Regions from separate parts of the Mus musculus genome. Here region 2 is linked to region 1. The links are chromatin contacts, called in public HiChIP or PLAC-seq maps. All regions are on one chromosome and are shown on one strand. The core of a region is the stretch at or near the end of the contact, and the rest is flanking DNA. Distances in the headings are between cores, read along the strand shown. Region 1 has its middle 91 kb from the start of Map3k7. Region 2 has its middle 51 kb from the start of n-TGccc3.

Evidence for each region. HiChIP or PLAC-seq counts read pairs in DNA pulled down with a chosen protein or histone mark.
Region 2: an H3K4me3 HiChIP or PLAC-seq map of bone marrow-derived macrophages shows a contact between it and region 1, with 5 times the contacts expected there. The contact joins two enhancer-like sites. A contact is called at or near these places in 1 of 15 datasets of contacts at CTCF or cohesin (large pre-B cells), 4 of 484 Hi-C or Micro-C datasets (DN3 thymocytes, large pre-B cells, liver and 1 more) and 6 of 115 datasets of contacts at active chromatin or transcription factors (bone marrow-derived macrophages, embryonic basal ganglia, embryonic hindbrain and 3 more).

What each region holds. Positions count from the first base shown.
Region 1 is chr4:32,052,267-32,058,248 of GRCm38.p6, reverse strand. It overlaps the pseudogene Gm11927. Among named protein-coding and RNA genes, the nearest start is that of Map3k7, 91 kb to the right of the region's middle. Within about 2 kb of position 2,933, at least 122 of the 459 cell types and tissues checked have an H3K27ac peak or open chromatin away from gene starts, as enhancers often do. A contact at or near this core is called in bone marrow-derived macrophages, where this site is marked.
Region 2 is chr4:32,277,911-32,283,892 of GRCm38.p6, reverse strand. It overlaps a transcript of Bach2 not described here. Among named protein-coding and RNA genes, the nearest start is that of n-TGccc3, 51 kb to the right of the region's middle. Within about 2 kb of position 3,797, at least 65 of the 459 cell types and tissues checked have an H3K27ac peak or open chromatin away from gene starts, as enhancers often do. A contact at or near this core is called in bone marrow-derived macrophages, where this site is marked.

The sequences.
Region 1 (5,982 bases), core at 1,684-4,183:
TTCAGGACTGCTGCCAGGGGATTGTGGCCTCCAGCAGGCAGGGGAGCCAGGGAACCCCACATTCTGTGGATGCGCTGGGCTCGCCCTTCCTTGTTCCTATACGGACTCTCCCTGTGTCTGTAGTCATGTGCCCATCAGTCAGTAAACTGCAGCTCGGTGCAGATTGGTCCATTTCCTATTGCTGCTCTAAGGAGTTCTGACTCTATGGCTCTAGGCACAACACAATCTACTCTCTTAGAACCCTAGAAGTTAGAAGTCCAGGACGTGTCATGGACGACATCAGTCTGTAAGAGAGGGTGCACTCCTCCGAGGAGCTCTGGGGAGGACGTTGCTTGCTTCTCTAGCGTCCCACCCGTATGCCCGAGCTTTGGCCTGCTTGTTTCTCTAGCGTCCCACCCGTATGCCTGAGCTTTGGCCTGATTTTGCTTCTGCCCATGCTCCTGCCTCCCTCTGGGATCACTGAGGCCCTTAGACAACCCACAGAGTTTCCCGTTCTCAGGATCCTAACTTAAGCACACTGGCAAAATCTCATTCTTTTTTTAAAGGTTTATTTGTTGCTGTTTGTTTGTTTGTTTGTTTATATGAGTACACTGTAGCTGTCTTCAGACACACCAGAAGACGGCATCGGATCTCATTACAGATGGTGTGAGCCACCATGTAATGGTTGGAAATTGAACTCAGGACCTCTGGAAGAGCAGTCAGTGCTCTTAACCGCTGAGCCATCTCTCCAGTGCCCAAACCTGAATCCTTTAATGATAATACATTTCTCTGTTGGCAGCTGAGCACACACTTAAAATGTGCACGCACATGCGTGCACATACACACATACACTGAGATGTGCACCCCCACCTCCACACACCTTCACATGTGCACACATACACACATCCTTCTACACGCATGCATACACTTACACCGCCCCCAGCCACACCCAATCACACACACTCCAACAATCTGTAGTCTCAGAAAGTCAGTGACCATGAGCTATGATGACCACTAGATGGCAGTCTAGAAGCCACTTTCAAAATTGCTTACCTGTTCAGAGACAAATTGGGAGTGACGTTTTAAATAAGAAAAGGAAAAAGAAAGCTAAAAGTGAAGAAATGAATGGAAAAAAGAAAAAGGACAAGAAAGGAGACTGGAAATGTATCACAGTTGGTACAGTACTTCCCTAGTGTGCTCCAGCCCTGGTTTGATGCCTAGGACCATGTAAACCAGGTTATTGCTGTAATCCCAGCATTAAGGGGGTGGAGGCAAGAGATCGGGAGCTGGGAAGGGAAGGGAAGGGGGAAGGGGAAAGTGGGAAGGGGGAAGGGGAGAGAGGAGGGGGAAGGGGGAAGGGGGAGGGGAGAAGGAAGATCAATCTACTCTTGCCAAAGTTATGCATTTCCAGGGAATAAAATAAGCTTGCAAGTACCCCAGATCAGTATTTAACCAGGAAAGACGGACTCTCAAAGGGAAGGGTTTCCTCTAACCCCTACCCACAGTGCTCTCATCTTGTTCTGACACAGACTGGTAGAAGCAAGTCATGAGCACGCACGTGGGTACCGAACCCAGATGAAGATGTGCAGTTCTGGGCTACATTTCCACGAGTGGGACTAACGTCAGCAGGCTTATGCTATCTGAGCTTCCAAAGGATTCTAGGATCTAAGCAAGCAGGGCTCAACCCAGAGGCACTGAGGAGGAGGGCCACTCCCCTGATGAGAACCAGAGTTGTCAGAACTGAGTGCAGAGATCAGATTTTCCCAGCCCTTTCTCTTTATCTGGAGCACAGTACCCCGTCCACCCCCACCCCAACCCCACCCTGAGCACACACACACCTTCACTTGGGATCAGAGCCCAACCATTACTGAATTCCTTGGTCTTCAGGCTGGCCCCATCTGACCCAGTGTCCCCTGGACTGGAACTTATAGAAGACTCCTGTTTGGTGGACGTGGCTAGGCATACCTGCATTTGGACTTCATCAAAGCATTCTGAACTAGAACTTAGGATCGGTAGGCACAAGGGACAGGATTCTGTCACAGGGTCCTGTGTTTTATATATGTATGCATTGAGACAACAACAGTTTTCACTCAGGCAGACTCGGTTTAAAATTCAAGTGCTTGGAACAAGCGCTAGTTGTTATTGAGTGAATGAGGTAATCTTCATAGAGAGTTCGGCACAGCACTTACTGTTTATGTAGTACGTACTAATACTTATAATACTAATAATTATAACTCTGCTTGGGGCATACGTTCCCAGAGTAGCTTGCTCAATTACCCTCAGAGATGTTCTCCTCTGGAACAAGGTTCTTAGGATCCAGTTGGGGGAAATTTTTGCTCCTAGAGAGAGAGAGAAATGGCTCATTGCTGAAGAATGCTTGCTATTCTTCCGGGGAATCCCATTTTTCCGAGAGATTCTAATTTAGTTCCCAGCACTCGTGCCTTGCTGCTCAAAACCTCCTGTATCTTCAGTTCCAGAAACGCTAGCAACCTCTTTTGCTATCCATGGTCACGCACACACATGTGATGTACATACACACAAAAACATACATTTTAAAAATCGCTTCTAGGAAATTCCCTACTTCTGAATCGGGATTTTCCTTTGAACATCTGGTCCCGACAGGGAAGTGATTTGGATGCTGGTGACCTGGATGGAGCTCGTAGAATGAACCCACTGATCCAGGGTGCCGGAAGTCAAGCTTTTTTCTCAAATCCCTATAGTCAATTTCCCAGAAGGCTCCACGGTGTTATCTCCCCAGCAAAACGATGAAGCCTCTGGAAGGGGCTGGAAGTGCAGTGGAAAGTCCAAGTGGCCCAAAACATCGAATCAGACACCAGAAACCCGAAGTTATGGAAGACAAAAAAGAAACAAAAACAAAGCCAGCCTCATTAGTAGCGCTGGCTGTCGCTACCCTGTCAATAAAGGGCCTTTGAAAGTCTGTGCTTGTACTGCCATCTAGTGGCTAGAGAAGGCATGGCTGGAGCCGGTAAGGTCCCGGGCCGTGCTATGTGAAGGTGGTTCATCTTCCTCTTGAAGAATTTATGGATAGGCATATTGTCGGAAGCTTTTAATGATTATTCTCTAATTTTGCTTCATAGTGTCTGCAAATCACTGACAAATTTGTATGAGAATCATAGAACAGGGGCAGTTTACGCATCCGGCGGTCCAGTTGGGGTCTAGTTGGCAGAGTGTCTTTGGGGAAGGGAAAAAGCCCCGTTTCTCTTGGAGCACGGGAATCCGCAGAAGCAACGGCGTTGCCTCAGTAGCTCCGTGCTGGCCTAGCGTGAAGGAGGCCACTCACTATCTCCAGGTAACATCTTTGTGTCCTCAGCCCTCTGGTCTCTGACTTACTTGTAAATGCATGTCCCTTGCTTCCCTTTTAACTCCTGCTATCACGTTTAAAAATCCCTCATTTGAGTCCTGAGGGCTAGCAGAAAGAATGGAAACAGGCAACCTCAGGAAATAGGAGGTTAGGGGGACCCCCCAGAATATACCAGAGACCTGGGAAGTGAGAGACTCCCAGCACTCAAAGGGAGGGACCTTAGATGAAATGCCTGACAGTAGGGAGAGGAAACTTATAGAGCCCCCCCTCCAGCAGGAAGACAGGACATCAAGTGAAAGATGGGGTTGCCATTCCACAGTCACATCTCTGACCCATAATTGTTCCTGTCTGAAAGAATTACAGGGATGGAAATGGAGAGGAGCCTGAGGAAAAGAAGGTCCAGTGACAGGCCCAAAGTGGGATCCAGCTCAAGGGGAGATCCCAAGGCCTGACACTATTACTGAGGCTGTGGAGCGCTCATAAAAAGGGACCTATCATGACTGCCCTCTGAAAGACCCAGCAAGCAGCTGAAAGAGTCAGATGCAGATATTTGCACCCAACCAATGGGTTGCTGCTGACCCCTGTTGTTGAATTAGGGAAGGCTGAAAGAAGCGTAGGAGAATGGTGATCCTGTAAGAAGACTAGCAGTCTCAATTAATCTGGACCCCTGAGATCTCTCAGATACTGAACCACCAGCCAGGCAGCATACACCTACTAATATGAGGCCCTCAACACACATACAGCAGAGGACTTCCGGGTCTGTGTTCATTCAGAGATGATGCACCTAACCATCAAGAGACTGTAGTTTAGACGTCAGGTGGGGTGGGGGATGGGGACATTCATGTGGAGACATGGGAGTGGGGAGGAGGTGTGGGATATGAAACAGTCGGAGGGGGGATGAAGGGTGAATAAAACATGGACTGTAAAAAAAATGAATTAAAGAAAAAAATCCTTCACTTGATTTCAGGGAAATATTCCTTATCTGCGGAGGCTCTCTGGATTTTAGATGCGGGCTCGTTCTCTTGAATCACTGGCCCTAAGACTATCAAATAGCGCTTTCCATGGGCAGCCTTCTCCTCAGTGGTCACACTCACAATGAGAGTTAGGCTCCAGTGTCACAGAATCTGGGCCCTGTACCAAAGTGATAGGTTCAAAAATCTCCCCCATGTGTTAAATTGCCTTTTAGGGCAATTTAAAACTTTCTTATATTTACTGACTTAAAAAAAAGAAGAAGAAAATTCAAGCCTGAGACAGCTGAATGGCTCACTGGGTAAGCCTGACACCTGAGCTTGATCCCTGGAGGGAGAGAACAAACTCATAAAGTTGTCCTCTGACATGGTCTCTCTCTCTCTCTCTCCCTCTCTCTCACACACACACACACACACACACGCACACACACACACGCACGCACGCACGCACGCGCACATGAGCACAACTGTTAGATTATTTTTACAGAGTCAAATGTAGCACTATCTCATTGTCGTCACGGCGCTACGGAGGCCGAGCTGTGAGGATCCTTAAGGCTTGCTGGCTGGGAGCCGGAGCTGCTGAGTTCCAGGTCTCATTGAGAGACCACCAAGTCTCAAAATGCAAGGTGGAGCTGGGGAGATGGCTCAGTGGATAGAGTTTGTTGCAAAAACATGAAGACCTGCCTGAGCTCAGATCCTCAAAATCTACATAAAAGCTAGACTTCAGAGCTGCCTGGCCTGTCTAGCTGAAATGACAAGGTCCAAGTTCATTTGCGACTTTATCTCTAAATAAATAAATAAATAAATAAATAAATAAAGTGTGGAGCACAGTGCTGGAGGAGGACACCTGACTTTGGCCATTGAGCTCCACACATAGAGGAGAGCGAATCTACTCACAACACACACCCTCACACAAATAAAGATGCAGGCGACCATCTCTGAGGAAAGATGCCTGAGGTGGACCTCTGATCTTTTTTTTTTTTTTTTTTCTGACTGTCCATTGGAGTTTATTTACAGACAACCCTAGGTGTAGCCTTTTCCTCTAGGATCTCTATGCTTTTGAAGTTACTTGGCTTCAGGCTTCTTGTCTCCAGCTTCGAGCTTGAGACTCTCAGGAGGCTGACGATAGGCAAGGAAAACCTCCGAAAGCAGGTCAAACTTGTGGAATTCTTGTGCCAGCTCCATTGGTTCAGTCACTACCCGTTTCACTCATCGTCATAACGTAGCTCAACATAGCCAGTGAGGGGAAAGTCTTTCCGGAAAGGATGACCCTCGAAGCCATCATCTGTCAGGATCCTTCTTAAATCAGGGTGGTTAAAAAAGAAAACTCCAATCATGTCCCAGACCTCCCTTGTGGGAAGCCACATATGCCATTACAAGGTGGTGCTGGCTACCACTGGCCACCACGCATAAAGTTGGGTAAACAACCAATGTGTACATATGCAGTAAAGTTTTTACCAAGTCACTGCCTGGCCAGGGCATGATAATGAGGTTCTATGAGGTACTGAGAGTATAACCAATCGGATGAGAGACATGTAAATGAGGTATGATAATGAGGTTCTGTGAGGTACTGAGAGTATAACCAATCAGATGTGAGACATGCAAATGAGGTAGAATGCATAACCAATCCGGGTGTGAGACACGCCCCTCCTAGGCCTTTATAAGCAGCACCAGTTCTGGGCTGGGGTCTTTTCGCCTGTGCAATCAAGCTCT
Region 2 (5,982 bases), core at 2,548-5,047, 220 kb before region 1:
AGTAAAACAAAGTATTATCTTTCTTCACTCTACAGTCTTTCCATTTGTGTACACTGCCTATCTAACAGAATAGCCCCACCACACTCATGCACACACATGAACACATGTACACATACACATGTACACACATCCACGTGCACACATATGTCCATGTGTGTGCACACGTGTATTCATATACATTTGTACATATGTGCCTGTGTACATACACATGCCCATGTGCAAACACATATCTTCTTATATGCAGACATATATTCACGAATACACATTCACTCATATATACACACATATCTGTGTACATATTTAGTCATATGTATACATACTTTCTTGTTCACACACACGTGTGTGCACACATACATTCCATGTGCACAAGCTCTGGGCTATACCTCACCAAGCTGTGCCACAGATACCAACCACTGTTTTGAACCTTACTGGGCCTGCCAGCTAAGAGTCAGGGAAGAATTCTACCAGACTCTCAAAGATCTATGGCCAATATGTCTTAAATTATGCAAAAACAAACCAAAACAAAAACCAGCAAAAGGATCACTCCCAAACTTCTGTGAAGCCTGTATTACTCTAGTAACAAAACCATGTAGAGACACAACAAAAGAGAAAGAAAGAAAGAAACAAAGATACTAAAGCCAATATCCCTGATGAACACAGACCCAAAAACCCTCAATAAAATACCTGCAAACAGAATATAGATGCACATCAAAAAGATTATCTACCATGACCAGGTTGGCTTTATCCTGAGGAGATACAAGTATTGTTCAACATAATAAGTCAAATAATGTAATAAATGACATATATGGACTTGAAGACAAAAATCACTTGGTTGTCTCAATAGACACAGAAAATGTCATTGATAAAACCCAACATGTCTTCATGATAAAAGTTCCAGTGACAGTAGGACCTAGGACAATATACCTCAATAGAATAAAGGCTGTATATGCCAAACCCATAGCCAGCATAATCCTAAATGGAGAACACCTCAAAGCAATCCCATTGAAACCAGGAATGAGACAGAGCTGGTCCCTATCTCCACCCCTATGAACACTGCCCAAAACACTCGCTGAAGGAATAAGGCAAGGGGGTGGGGGTCGGGGCAAATTCAAGGAATGCAAGGAGAAAGGGAAAATGTCAAATTATCCCCACTTGCAGATGATAACACACACACACACACACACACACACACTTACGTTTTAAAAGTAACTCAAAGTATCCTTTCCCAGATTTAAGGATCGTCCTGCCCTAAAGGCCAATAGCCTCACCCTGACGTTCAGCGGGATGCTTCCTATATACCACCTCTTCTCCGTGCTCCCATGAAGGGGATGCCTCTTTTCTAAGTATTTTCCTTGTCCCACACCTTCCCTCAAGTGGTTCCCACACCCAGAATTTCTCTAAGAGCTCCAACTGTCAAGGTTCTCCCCACTGTTTGAGAGAACTCCTCACTCTATTTTATCCAAGATGCTTTCCTGTGCCCTTAGCATTACTCAGCTTACACCTGTACAGCATTCTGTACCTTTCTTTGGGGTTCCCTCTTATCTTCACTACATATAAGAACACATTTTTCTTAGACCTTAGGCTAGAATACATCGTACAAATACATATAGCTATGAGTGCGACACAGGTATTCATAACTATGATACCCTCTAAGGCTCAGTAGGTATGCACTATTATTCAATAAACACTTTTACACGAATGAATACATGCAAGAACTAACTTTATTTTTCTGTGTATCCCACAGCAATGCCCAGCACTGGTTTGATAACCAAGTAGTAGGTGAACTAAGAAGCCCTATGTGAGTTAGATCTGGCCAGACTGTTCATTTGCCAATTGAGAAAAGCAACCCACAAGGGGCATATCCCACATTCGAGACTTCCGCAAAGCCAGGACCCTCCTGTGCATGAGGACAGTCACACCATGGTGCTCACTCAACTTTCAAAAAGTGTGTTTGTGCTATACTACAGTTCATCTAAAACGCCTAATAAAAAATTACAAACCCTTAGTCATGCATGGTAGCCCAGAGACAGAAGAATCCTAAGTCTGAGGCCAGCCTCGGCTGTGTAGCAAGAGCCTATCTCAAAACAAAACGAAAGTTTTCACAGCATTATAAATGACGGGTTATACCTTTCATTTAATAAAAAGTGTGAAAAGCTCACACATCAACTTTTTTCCTTGAGTCTCTTCTCCTTGCTAGAAACCGATATTGTGAACACAGACAAACCAGCCACACTCCCTGACACTGCTTACAGTGTTATAAGAGAAAACCATTAGAGAAACAAACTCATAGGTGAAAATACACTTGACATTTTTGAGAACAACTTGAAGAGAAAAGAGAAGAGAAAGCGTGTACGGCAGGGTGGCACCCTCTGAGGGTGGGGATCCTGGGAGGGGCGTCTAAAGGAAGTGAAGAATGAGCAAGGCTTAGAAAAATGAAAAGTGAGGTTGGGAGGCTTAAGGGCATTTCAGAAAAAAGAAAGAGAGAGAGAGAGAGACAGACAGACAGACAGGCAACCCTGCCAAGCCCCTGGCCCCTGGTCAGTCACAGGGAGGTTCCGGCTGAGTCGAACAGAGAGCCTGGCTGAAGGTCATGTCACCAAGCCCAAGATGCTCTGAGGAGGAGGCTGGCTTCCCTCCTGGGACAGGTGAGACAACAGAACCTCAGAGTCCGGGCCATGCTTGTCTTTGATTTCTATTCCTCCTTAGGTACAGACTCAAACAGGAGACTTGAAACATTAGGGAAGTTTACATTTGTACATAGAAATAGTTAACTTATATTTTCTGTACAATATTTATATATTTTATAAACATGCATCTTCTTGCTGTTAGAATCCAAATATGGGAACATTTTTAAATTCTCACTACATATATTTGTGTGGGTTGGTGTGTATGTGTGCGCGCACGTGAGTACGGAGGTTCGAGGATAACTTGCGGAACTTGATTCTCTCCATCCATCATCAAACTCAGGCCATAACCTTACCACTGAATCATCACACTCGCCCAAGAATATTTTAATCTCAGAACACAAGGGAGACCTTTCAAAAGATTATGGTCTCTGATTCACAGATAAACTCCATCTTCAGGCTCAGGAAGAAATGAGTAGGCACAGCCAGTTTCCAGAAGTCACAATGGAAAGGGCAAAGCCATCACCATCAGAAGATGAATAACTGCAGGCCATGCAGCTGAGCAAGGGTTTGCCAAGCATCCATCGACGAGTGCTGCTGCCTGGCTCCCCACTCCTGACAGGCACCATGTTGTATGGACCCGTTAAGACGCTGGCAGGCCACAGGCTTCCTGTCTCCTGCACACCCTCCAAGGCCCCACCAGCCCTGTTCCCCGTAGAAGGAAGTGAGTCTCTGCAAAGCCCACATTCTGTGCTTACTTCCTAATGGCAATGTTTAAACAAAAGGAGCTCATTGCAGCATTCCTATTTGTCATAAAACGAAACCTAAGGTTTAGCTAAAAATAAATAGAAATCAAACAAACAACCAAACCAACCCCCCCCCCAAAAAACCCAAAAAACATTTAAGTGATTTCTTTGCCCATGAGCAAAATAATCCCTATCAAAAATTTAACGTTTAAAAAAAATCCACAGAACATGATGGTAATTAATTACAGATGGAAGGTTTTTTAGTCAGAGACAGTTTTCTTCTCTTTTGCCTAGAGTGTTGGCCCTTTCTAGGCAATGTTCAATAAATATTCTTTTAAAAGACCCCAAAAGGGACCGGGCTAGACTGGGCCAGACAGGACTAGACAGCACATGACCAGACTAGTCTGACCATACCCAAACCCAGACTCAGACTAGATCCAGACCCAAACTAACCCAGACCCAGACCAGACCCAGACCAGACCCAGTCTAGACCCAGGCTACAGCCAGACCTATACTAGACACAGGCACAGACCAGACTCAAACCAAACCAGACCCAGCCCCAGACCCAGATCAGACTCAGACTAAACCAGACCCAGACCAGACCCAGAGTAGACTCAGACCCAGACTGGACTGAGATTGGCCAGGCCTGACCAGATTGGATCTCAGTGGAAATACTAGTGTTCCATTAATTCTGGCAAGTACAGATGAAGGCCTGAACCTCTGATCCAAATGGAAGAACAAGATGATTCATGTGTTCCCTAAGGAAGTAAGAATTCTAGTGGCCAGGCCTGACCAGATGAACAGAATAAGGTTTGAATTTAAAGTGAATGCTTTTCAAATTCTTGGCATATTGGCTAGTATTTCCTCTTTTCTTTTACCATCCACACTAAATAGATATTCTTTTTCCTGTTGAAGGAAAGTTGAATTAGAAAAGGCAGAATTTATAATAACTGAGAAACAGTACAAATGCATTTTAACATCACGGGGGTGGGGGTGGGGGATATGGGTAAAGAAATTGCTCAGCGGTTTAAGACTCACTTGTGCCTCTTGAGCAGGACTCAAGTTCAGTTCCCAGCTCCCATGTCAGGTGACTCACAACCACCTTTAACTCCAGCTCCAGGAGATCTGACACCCTCTTCTGGCCTCCTCAGGCACCTTGCAAAAGGCACGTGCGCGTGCGCGCACACACAGAGAGAGATTCATACTTACACATAAATAAAAATAAATCTTAAAAAAAGAGATTGCTGCCTTATGAACCACTTTGTACCACACCTGTAAACCCCACACTCAAAAGGCTGAATCAGGAGAATTGTGAGTTTGAGGCTAGCCTGGTCTACATAGTAAGGCCCTATTTCAAATCAAAACAAAAAATGAGCTTAACTCCTGAAGGCAGACAGTTTTCCATTTACACTACTCCACTTAAAACGGTTTAAAAATAGATTTACTTGTTAAGTGAGAAATAAGTTTTCAAAACCGCATTCACTATGCCATTGTTCTTATTCATTCATTCAAGAAATTGGGGTGGGGGGGGCTGGCGCTGGCTCCTTCCATACATCACCAAGCAGTTTCTGCTCAGCAGAGTCGACATCCCAGTCCACGAAACTGTGCAACTGACTGTGGGAGAAAGTGAGATTTAAAATAATAACAATAACAAACACTTCAGGGCTGTAACATGGAAATCCTACAGATCTGCTACACAACAATTTAAATATAACCACCACTACTGAACTATACACTTCAAAAGAGAATACATATTGTGTTTATTTAACCAGCATTCTAAAAAACCAAAATAAATGGAAAACATAAAAAAGTTTCCAGTACACACTAAGCATTTACCATGTGCTGGCTCTGCTCCAAGCTAATCTTCAGAGCACCTTAGGAGGCTGGCATTACGACCAGAGGGGCAAACAACTCAGTCAGGATCATGGGAACGCACCTGAGATACAGGCATGGTCTGCTTACTGAGCTCCTGGGCTGACAGGACTACATAAAGAGACCCTGTCTCAAAACAAACAAGCAAACAAACAAAACCCGCAAGTTCAGAACAGTAGCAATCACAGAGAGAGGGTCTGACTATAATCACCTCCTCACGTGTTGATGACTTACAGATCAGCCAATGCCCTTTTGATGGCGATCTGTCTTAGAACATAGACACTGAGAAACCACTTGCAATCATGGCCAAAGCCATGGTGTTCTGTTCCTACAAATGGAAAGGGATTGCAGAAGTTGGTTTCTTTTAAAACAGAGAATACAGAAACTCTTACGTATTTTTAGCCCTTTGTACTTTTTTATCCAGCAGTCTGCCTGAGAATAATATAGACACACTTAAAAATAACCATTCAGTTCTATGAAAAATCATGAAATAGCTTTGCACACGCCCAGCACCTGTTTGACACATCTTAATCAATGCAAGTTTGCTAGTCGTATAAAAAGAAAACCTTGCATTTCTGGAATTGGTCCCTCTTAGAACCAAATGTTTCCCGGGATACACAGCTCAGCTCACCTCTCTCTCTAGAATTTAGAAGGAGCACGGGGGCTCAGTCCCAAGCAGCTAACGAAGCTGCAGCTTTTCCCTCCACTGCCTGCTTGTGTGATGTGAGAAACCTCATCAA